3 separate regions of the Sus scrofa genome follow, and all the other regions are linked to region 2. Evidence: chromatin contacts called from public Hi-C and HiChIP or PLAC-seq data. All regions are on one chromosome and are shown on one strand. The core of a region is the stretch at or near the end of the contact, and the rest is flanking DNA. Distances in the headings are between cores, read along the strand shown.

What was found. Hi-C and Micro-C count contacts between places; a contact is called where the count stands out from the background. HiChIP or PLAC-seq counts read pairs in DNA pulled down with a chosen protein or histone mark.
Region 1: a contact with region 2 is called in an H3K27ac HiChIP or PLAC-seq map of alveolar macrophages. The contact joins the promoter of RABAC1 here to the promoter of ZNF526 in region 2. A contact is called at or near these places in 1 of 47 Hi-C or Micro-C datasets (liver) and 1 of 2 datasets of contacts at active chromatin or transcription factors (alveolar macrophages).
Region 3: a Hi-C map of liver shows a contact between it and region 2, with 4 times the contacts expected there. The contact joins the promoter of ATP5SL here to the promoter of ZNF526 in region 2. A contact is called at or near these places in 3 of 47 Hi-C or Micro-C datasets (epiblast stem cells, heart right ventricle and liver).

The regions. Positions count from the first base shown.
Region 1 is chr6:49,932,231-49,935,092 of Sscrofa11.1, forward strand. It overlaps RABAC1 (Rab acceptor 1), which reads left to right and starts at 1,358. Exons shown (of 5, transcript NM_001031795.1): 1 at 1,358-1,413; 2 at 1,665-1,877; 3 at 2,158-2,255. The coding sequence starts at 1,358.
Region 2 is chr6:49,706,967-49,709,920 of Sscrofa11.1, forward strand. ZNF526 (zinc finger protein 526) reads right to left here and starts at 1,515. Exons shown (of 3, transcript NM_001267848.1): 1 at 1,482-1,515.
Region 3 is chr6:49,561,283-49,564,366 of Sscrofa11.1, forward strand. It overlaps ATP5SL (ATP synthase subunit s-like protein), which reads right to left and starts at 1,473. Exons shown (of 6, transcript XM_021094422.1): 1 at 1,351-1,473.

The DNA.
Region 1 (2,862 bases), core at 108-2,607, 230 kb after region 2:
AACCCAACCTTAACCCATGAGTGTGGAACCAGGATGATCTTCACTGTCCAATGAAGACAGGGAGTTGATGAAATCAACACAGGCTGGATTTTGACCTCTGACCCAAGAAATCCAGTTCTTTTAGTTGTAACTACTCCGTCTTTTAAAAATTCTCAGAGTTCCCATCATGGCTCAGTGGTAACAAACCCAACAAGTATCCATGGGGACGCGTATTTGATCCTTGGCCTTGCTCAGTGGGTTAAGTGTCTGGCGTTGCTGTGAGCTGTGGTGTAGGTCACAGATGTGCCTCGGATCCCGCCTTGCTGTGGCTGTGGTGTGGGCCAGCAGCTGCAGCTCTGATTCGACCCCTAGCCTGGGAACCTCCACATGCCACGGGTGTGGCCCTAAAATGACAATAAATAAATAAATAAAAATTAAAAATTAAAATCCCTCATTCCCCTCAATAAAACTGGAATAAAAAAAGATTAAAAAAAAAAAAAAACAACTCACCCCTTTACTTTCCCCTACTTCCCTTTACCCTCTCCATAGCAGGGGCATCCTTGAGGTCCTAATCCTAACCCATCCATCCTTAGGAGCCCAGAGTTGTGGGGGAGCTTTGCTCCCCATCTTAGATAACCCCCTTCAGCAACCATGGCCCCCTCACTAGCCTTTGAAGAAGGATGGAATGGATTCCTACAAATATTCTACAGTCTCACTATTCAAATGTGGTCCATGAGTTCCCTGGTGGCTCAGGATCCCCCACTGTCACTGCTGTGCTAGGGTTGCTGCTGTGGCTAGGGTTCGATCCTTAGCCAGAAAACGTAGCATGTCCCCACCCACCCCACTCCCTGCCTGCCACAAAAAAAAAAAAAGAGCCAGTGAATGGGTCTCACCCCAGATCTGATAAATCAGAACATCTGAGTGTTTAATCACGGTTTTTTTTAATATCCTTAGAGTCAGAATGACAGCCCTACACAGTCCCCACTGTACAGAGACTGCTCGGGGTAGTACACGACGTCTTCTGCCTTTACACTCCCCCGACACCCTGACTCCTGACAGCTCACTTTCTCTGACCTCGCACGTCCTACCTTTGAAACTACAACTCCCACAATGCCCCCGAGGCACCCACGTCGCTTTACGCGACTACATCTCCCAAGGTGCTCCTCGAGCCATGCAGCCACCAGGGCGCCTACTCTCCCCGACATCGTCAGGACTACAACTCCCATAATACTCCGTGACAAACCTACCGCCCCCAGCGGCGCCGGAACGGCGCCACGTCCCCTCCGGCCACTTCGAGTGAGGCCGGTTTCGGGCGGGGCCCGTGGGGTGTGGAGGGCCCCAGCCTCGTTACAGCGGTTCTTCCCCTCACAACACAGACATGGCGGCCGAGAAGGACCAGCAGAAGGATGCCGAGGCGGAAGGGCTGAGCGCCACGTAAGCAAGTCTAATCTAGCCCCCCTGACCTAGACCCGAGAGTCATGGCTTCTCGCCCCTCATCCCTGGGGAGTTAGGAATCCGGACTCCTGGCCCCGGCTCAATCCCTTCCTCCCCTGGAATCCAGGAGTCCTGGACCATATCTCCCCCGCCCCCCAGAACCCCGGAGTCCCGCTCCCCTCGGCCCCCTTCTTGCTCGGGGGTCCGGGCTCCAACCCGGTCTACCGCTGACCTGGTCCCGCACCCCCCAGGACCCTGCTGCCGAAACTGATTCCCTCTGGCGCGGGCCGTGAGTGGCTGGAGCGGCGCCGTGCTACCATCCGCCCCTGGGGCTCCTTCGTGGACCAGCGGCGTTTTTCGCGTCCCCGCAACCTGGGCGAGCTTTGCCAGCGCCTCGTACGCAACGTGGAATACTACCAAAGCAACTATGTGTTTGTGTTCCTGGGCCTCATCCTGTACTGCGTGTGAGTGTCTCTCTGGCCAGAACAGCCCCCCTCAGCCAGGCCCCGCCCCCGCCAGGCTGCCATGTCTGCACTGGCCAGGCCCTGTCCCCATGGGATAGCTCTGTGGGATCTTTACCCCAGAGGACCAGGTCCCTACTCCATCAGCCTGGCTGGGATGCAGGGGGACCAAACATGACCTAGACTTGCGTGGTCCTAAGGACGTCCCCAGGTGTAGAAGGTCAGGGCCTTCGTGTCTGACGCAGCCCCAGCGGCCTGACTGTGCCTCCCTGCCCTCCTCCAGGGTAACATCGCCCATGCTGCTGGTAGCTCTGGCTGTCTTCTTTGGCGCCTGTTACATCCTCTATCTGCGCACGTTGCAGTCCAAGTTTGTGCTGTTTGGTGAGAAATCTGCCCAAACTCCTCTGATCCTGGCTCTTTGAATCCAAGCCTTAGACCTCAAACCTGAGTCCTTTTGAACCCAAGTCTGCCCAATCCTAGACCTACAGTAGATTCCCCATACCCACACCTGATGCTCCTATCCACTCTCAGTCCCCCCAAATTGCTGTTTCCCAAACCCAGAAGATATCCAAGAACCACTCCACCTAGCCGCTGGCCTTTTAAACCTCCTCCTTCTCTCTCCCTCATCTGCCAAAAGCATCAGCTGCAAGTACCCACATTGGACGCCAGGTGGCGACTTTACTCTAGCCTAAATCTGTCCTCCCCCTTTCGTGCTTCCTGGGATGGGAGTAGAAAAATCTTGGGACTTCTCAGAGGGAAGCTGAGGCCTGTGGCTCATGTGGTCCTAGACTGGCACCAAGCACCACTGGGAAGAAAGAGGGCCTGAGTTCCCAACTAAGGGAAACTCAAGGTTTGGAGTGGAGATAAGGGGGAGTTGGAATCAAAGAAACAGGTAGACCTAAGACAGAATCCATCAGAAGCCTGCCAGTTATGTATCTGGTAAGGGTGGGCTGGGTGGAGGAGCATGTCAGGCGAGCACAGGGCACAG
Region 2 (2,954 bases), core at 265-2,764:
TCCTTAATCCACTGAGGCCAGGGATCGAACCCACATCCTCATGGATACTACAGGACAGGGATTTTAAATTCTGAACTTTCCTCTATGTGCCCCATCTCCCTCTACATGTGTGAGCTCAACCCAACCCGGGCCCCTTCACACAGCAGGGGCTCAGAATCCCAGCAAAGGACCCCCACAGGGCTAAGCAGTAATTTTCCAAATATAACCCCCATTATCTCCATTTCTTCTTGCTTTTTTTTCCAAGGGCCGCACCTGTGACATATGGATGTTCCCGGGCTAGGGGTGGAATCAGAGCTACAGCTGCCAGCCTACACCACGGCTACGCAGCCATGCCAGATCTGAGCCTGTCTTTGACTTACACCGCAGCTCCTGGCAACGCCGGATCCTTAACCCACTGAGCGAGCCCAAGGATTGAATCCGTATCCTCACGGATACTGGTTGGGTTCGTTACCGCTGAGCCACAGTGGGAACTCTACCTCTTCTTAAACTCATCTGTTAGTGCCAGAAGGCAGACAGAGTTTAGCTTACAGCTCTGCACACAAGCATTGCTCATGTTAAGTTTCCAGAGAGCAGGGATTTTAGTCTGTTCACCACAACAGGCACCCCAGCAGACATCTGGTGAATGAATAATGCTCCCTCCAGGAAGTGTGGCCCTGAGAGTTTAACTGTCTCTGTATACATTCCTCTTCTTCCATCAGACCAGCCCCCCCATTAGACTGTAAATTACCACAATAACACCACCCAGCAGAGGGCCCTGCTATCAGCTGGTGTCCAATAAATACCCCTTGAGTAAATGATTCACTAAAAGCCAAAGACTAAACTTTCCAGCTCCCTTACTAGTTTTTGAGTTGCCCAGACACTGGCACACAACAGCCCTTCAATAACGGATCTTCCTGGAAGCAGTCAACCAGGGGTCTGAGAGCTCAACTTTTCATTGTTTACAGTCCCACTTCCAACAGAGAACTCCCCTCCAGTGAGGCCCAGTGCCTGGTGCAAGTCTTACTCAAAGTAGGCACCCAGTAAATGTCGAGAAGGCGGCCCGAGAGACCTGAAATTTGGACTTTGCTAGTTTACATTTCTCCTTTCCCAATCTTGGATTGTAAACTATTTGGGGGAAGGATGGATTTTGTTATACAATAGATCAGTTTAAGTCTTTTCAGGAAGGACCCCACCAGGGGCCTGGAAGTTCAACTTTCCTGAGACACATCCTTTTTTCTGACCAGACTTATCAGCTTCGCAGCCTGAGAGCTCTTTGCAAAGGGCAGGAGAACGGCAAGTTCAACCGTAAGATCCTACACACCGCAAGAGCTCAATCAACGCTCCAGGGCACAGAGGAAGGAGCGCTCTCGTTTCACTCCGCGCCGCTCCCGCTCTAGCGCAGGCCCCAAAGCTCCTCGACCCCCGGGGTCCCCTTCATTCTCCCTCCGCCCTCTCCGTTCACCCAGCGCTCTCTTCGCCTACCCGCCCCGCGGCGCCCTCACCCGTCTCTCTTGCCTCCTGCAGCCCCCGCCGCTCTTGACACAGACCCTCCGCTCCAGGCGTGAGGGACCCCTCACTATCCACGCCTCCCATTGGGCGGTGCCCTCACCCGTTGCGGCCAATCCGAGCCGAAAGCGGAGGACACGCGCTCTTGCGCCTGCGTGTGGACGCTCAGGCGGAGCTCCGCGAGTTTCTCCACGCACACACCGGGACCTGTGGGCGGGGCTCGGAGCAGCGCCTGCGTAGTTCTCCCTTGCCGCTCCTGACAAGCCTGAAAGTGGAGAGAAGTGGGTGTCATTGGAAAACGAGGGTCCTTAGAGTGGACTGGGTTGTGGAAAACCTTGACAGAAATGTCATTTCATAACTGAAGACTGAGCATCTCTGAGAGCACAGCTTTAGAGTCAACACACTTGGGGTTCTTACCCACCTCTGGGCCTCACTTTAACTCCTCCGTAAAATGGGCTTGGGAGTTCCTGTCCTGGCTCAGCGGGTTAAGAACCTGACCAGTATCCATGAGGATGCGGGTTCGATCCCTGGCCTCACTCAGTGGGTTAAGGATCTGGCGTTGCCATGAGCTGTGGTATAAGTCGAAGAAGTGGCTCAGATCCTGTGTCACTGTGGCATAGGCTGGCAGCTGCATCTCTGATTCAACCTCTAGCCTGGGAACTTCCATATGCTGAGGGTTCGGCCCTAAAAAGCAAAATAATAATAATAATAATAAAATGGTCTTTTTTTTGGTCTTTTTTGCTATTTCTTGGGCCACTCCCGCGGCATATGGAGGTTCCCAGGCTAGGGGTCGAATCAGAGCTGTAGCCACTGGCCTACGCCAGAGCCACAGCAACTCGAGCCACAGCAACGCGGGATCCGAGCCGCGTCTGCAACCTACACCACAGCTCACGGCAACGCCGGATCGTTAACCCACTGAGCAAGGGCAGGGACCGAACCCGCAACCTCATGGTTCCTGGTCGGATTCGTTAACCACTGCGCCACGACGGGAACTCCTAAAATGGTCTTGAATCATATTCACCTCAAAGACGGGTGAAGGGACTGGATGAAATCAAACAGGTAAAAGCACTCAGCATAGGGCCTCCTACACTGTGAATGCTCACTGTAACCACCTAACGTGGACATGGTCCTTCCTAGTTTGTAAAATTGCTTTCCCTTTCCTCTCTCTTGTCAGTTGATTCAATGATATTCAGTTACTAGGGGCCAACTGTGTGTCCAGCCCAAGGCTGAGTTTCAGTAGATGACAGCTGCCACTGGAGAGAGAGGAAGGGACTCTTTAGAGGTCACTGCTGCAGCCCAAGCAGAGCTAGTGCTGAGCTTATGCCAGGTAGAACCCAGCCCTCCCACCTCTCAAGGGGGTGATAATTCCGGGGGTGGGGAACCAGTTGGGGAAGGAGATCTGTTTCAAGGCGTGCCAGCCCTAACTTTGAGTCACATAAGTGGGGGAGGCAGGGCGTGCCATGTGCGCT
Region 3 (3,084 bases), core at 223-2,722, 150 kb before region 2:
AGAGGGCGCAGCAGATCGTAGAGCCATAACTGAAGATGCATAAATAAGACTTACTGAGGATGGAGGAGAGGTTACAGAAGAGCCAGGGGATGAGAGGACACTCAGGTCTAATGAGATAATTCATGGAAGCTTGATACAGAGTGTGTGTGTTTCAAGATGACAGAACATGTATTAATGCTGCCAAGGAAAGAAGGGAGGGAGAAACAAAGATGCACAAGAAAGAACAGCTTCCTAAAAGTTTGGGGAGATGGGGGCCCTCACCTTGGAGGTCCCCATTCTCACAAGTGATTTCTGAGTTAAGACCTGTGGTGGGGGAAGGATCCCAGAACTCTCCCTGAAGGTCCAGACCCACTGGCCTGAGTCACAGGTCTCCCTGTCCAGCCCTTAGGACCCCTTGCTCATCTCTGCCAAAACAGTCATCACCCATCCAACCTGTTCTGCCTTCCTATCTCCATCTCAGGAACAGCTCCATCATCCCCAACCCCCCAAGCCAAAGCTCTAGGTCTTTTCCTGGGCACCCCCTCATCTCAGAGCCCATTGGGCCCCATATTGGTTTTTTTCTGCCTCCTGCCGGTTCCCTACCCAAGCCAACTACTACCAAGGACTTCCAGTCTCATTCCTCCAGTTCTGGCTCCAGCCCTGAGTCAGGCTTCCCTGCTTTAAACTATTCCATGGATCCTTATTACCCCTCCCGACCAAAACAAAACCCAAGCTCCTCAGCCTGGCCTCTACCCAGCCCTTCATCTCTGCCAGCTTTACCCGTCTGGCCTTCCACTTGAGCATCTATACACAGTACCCTCCTGCAAGCCCCCGTCTTTGCTCATGCTGAAACACCCTCCCCACAGTCTCTTCTCCAGCGGTGCTTGGTATCTTCTACTCCTCTGATATCCAGCTCCAACAGCTCCTCCGGAAACCCTTTCCTGACCCACTAAACCCCCAAAAGACTCTTCCGGACGCTCCTGCTTCTGCACACCCCTGTACATCAATATGTGGGTCTATCCTCCCATTTGACCTTGGCTCCTGAAGGGCAGAGCCCAGGTCTGATTCACCTTGGTCACACCATTGCCCAGCACTAGGCTTGGAACACTGGAAGACCCAGAAAATGTTCAACTAATAGGTGGTTGAGCATGTTAATGAGCAAGTGTGAGTGAGGAACTTAATGAGGGCAGGAAGGACTGAATGTATGGGTGAGCAGGGCGTGTAGGGGCAGAAGAGAATCAGGTTTAGAGTGGGAGGAAGGGAACGAATGGATGGATGAATTTCTGAGATCATGCATGCATCCCGGACTCAGTCTCTCTCCTCCCAGCTAAGCTCCCCGCTCCGCCTCGTGCCTCACCAAACAAACCTCACCGTTTCCCGCTCGAGCTATGTCCAGGATCCCAATGTGAGGCGTGCTATGAAAGGCTTATCCGGCCAGACTTGCAGAACCTGTCCGCTCAAGGGCCCCTCCAGCGTCCACGACACCAACCCGGCAAGGGCCCAGCCTATTGGCCGACTGTTAGGACTGGCAGAGACTGGCGTCTTCCAGACCCTATCGCTGTCCGACTTGGGCTGTAGGCACCACCTACTAAGGAACGCGCCCTGCCCTGAGTGGCTCAGGGAGTGGAGGCCGAGTGCCTATTGGCTAGAGGATAGTGACTGACGTTGTGGGTACCTTATCACAGATCGACTCCAGGGCGTGCTCGAGTGTCAGACACGCCTCTGCAAAGAGAAATGGGAGAGAGCTGAGCGCGAGGGTTAATTGCAGAAGGACCGGGAATAAAACTTCTGGCTGCCACGTAGCTGGGCTGTTCGACAGCCTGAACCTGTCCTGAATGGGTCTTGAGAGGCAGAATTCGTTGGAGGAGGGGCTAAGGAGCCTAGGCTTCTGGGTCTGAGATAGGAGGAGGTTGAGCGGCTAGGATTCCTGGATCTCGAGGGAGGAGGGAGCTATGAACCTGAAGAGTCTTGCTCTAGGAACGGGGACTCCAAGGATGACAGATTCGTGGTTCAGGATTTTATTAGCTATTTATGGTATTGGGGCCAGGCTTTGTCCCCAGGCAAGAGTTCTGGGTCCTGACTTGGTGTGTGGACCAGAGATGCAGAGGAAGAGCTTAGAAGAAGCTCTGGCCTCCATAACTCCCTTTCTTCATCCCCAAAAGGGAAGCCAGGGGCGGGTGCAGGGTAAAAAAAGAGCCCACAGCAGGAGGGTACCTGAGACTCATGTGGAAGCACAGAGAAAAACAGGTACCAATTGAGATATTAAAATACTAAAAGCAATAATAACAATAGAGCTCTCTTGTATGGAGTTTACTGTAATTTGACATAATCATCTCATATCTTTCTCATTGCAGCTCTCAGAGATCGAGTTGGTTTTTTTTTTGTTTTTTTGTTTTTTGGTCTTTTTGCCTTTTCTAGGGCTGCTTCCCACGGCATATGGTGGTTCCCAGGCTAGGGGCCTAATTGAAGCTGTATCCGCCGCCGGCCTACGCCAGAGCCACAGCAATGCGGGATCCGAGCCATGTCTTCAACCTATACACCACAGCTCACAGCAACGCTGGATCCTTAACCCACTAAGCAAGGACAGGGATCAAACCCGCAACCTCATGGTTCCTAGTCAGATTCGTTAACCACTGTGCCACGACAGGAACTCCCTAGTTGTTATTATTATTGTTCCCACTTTGCAAGTGAGAAAATTGAGAACTGGTAAGGAAGAATCAAGATATAGATGTAGGAGTTACTGTCTTGGCTCAGTGGTTAACAAGCCCGACTAGCATCCATGAGGACATGAGTTCAATCCCTGGCCTCCTTCAGTGGGTTGAGGATCTTGCATTGCCCTGACCTGTGGTGTAGGTCACAGACGTGGCTCCCATCCTGCATTGCTATGGCTCTGGCGTAGGTGGACCACTACAGCTCCAATTTGACCCCTAGCCTGGGAACCTCCATGTGCTGCAAGTTTGGCCCTACAAGACAAAAACAAAAACAAAAAAACAATATAGATGTAAAGAGACAGGAGAGGAGTTCCCGCTGTGGGAACGAAGCTGACTAGTGTCCATGAAGATGTGGGTTCAATCCCTGGCCCCTCTCAGTGGGTTAAGGATCTGG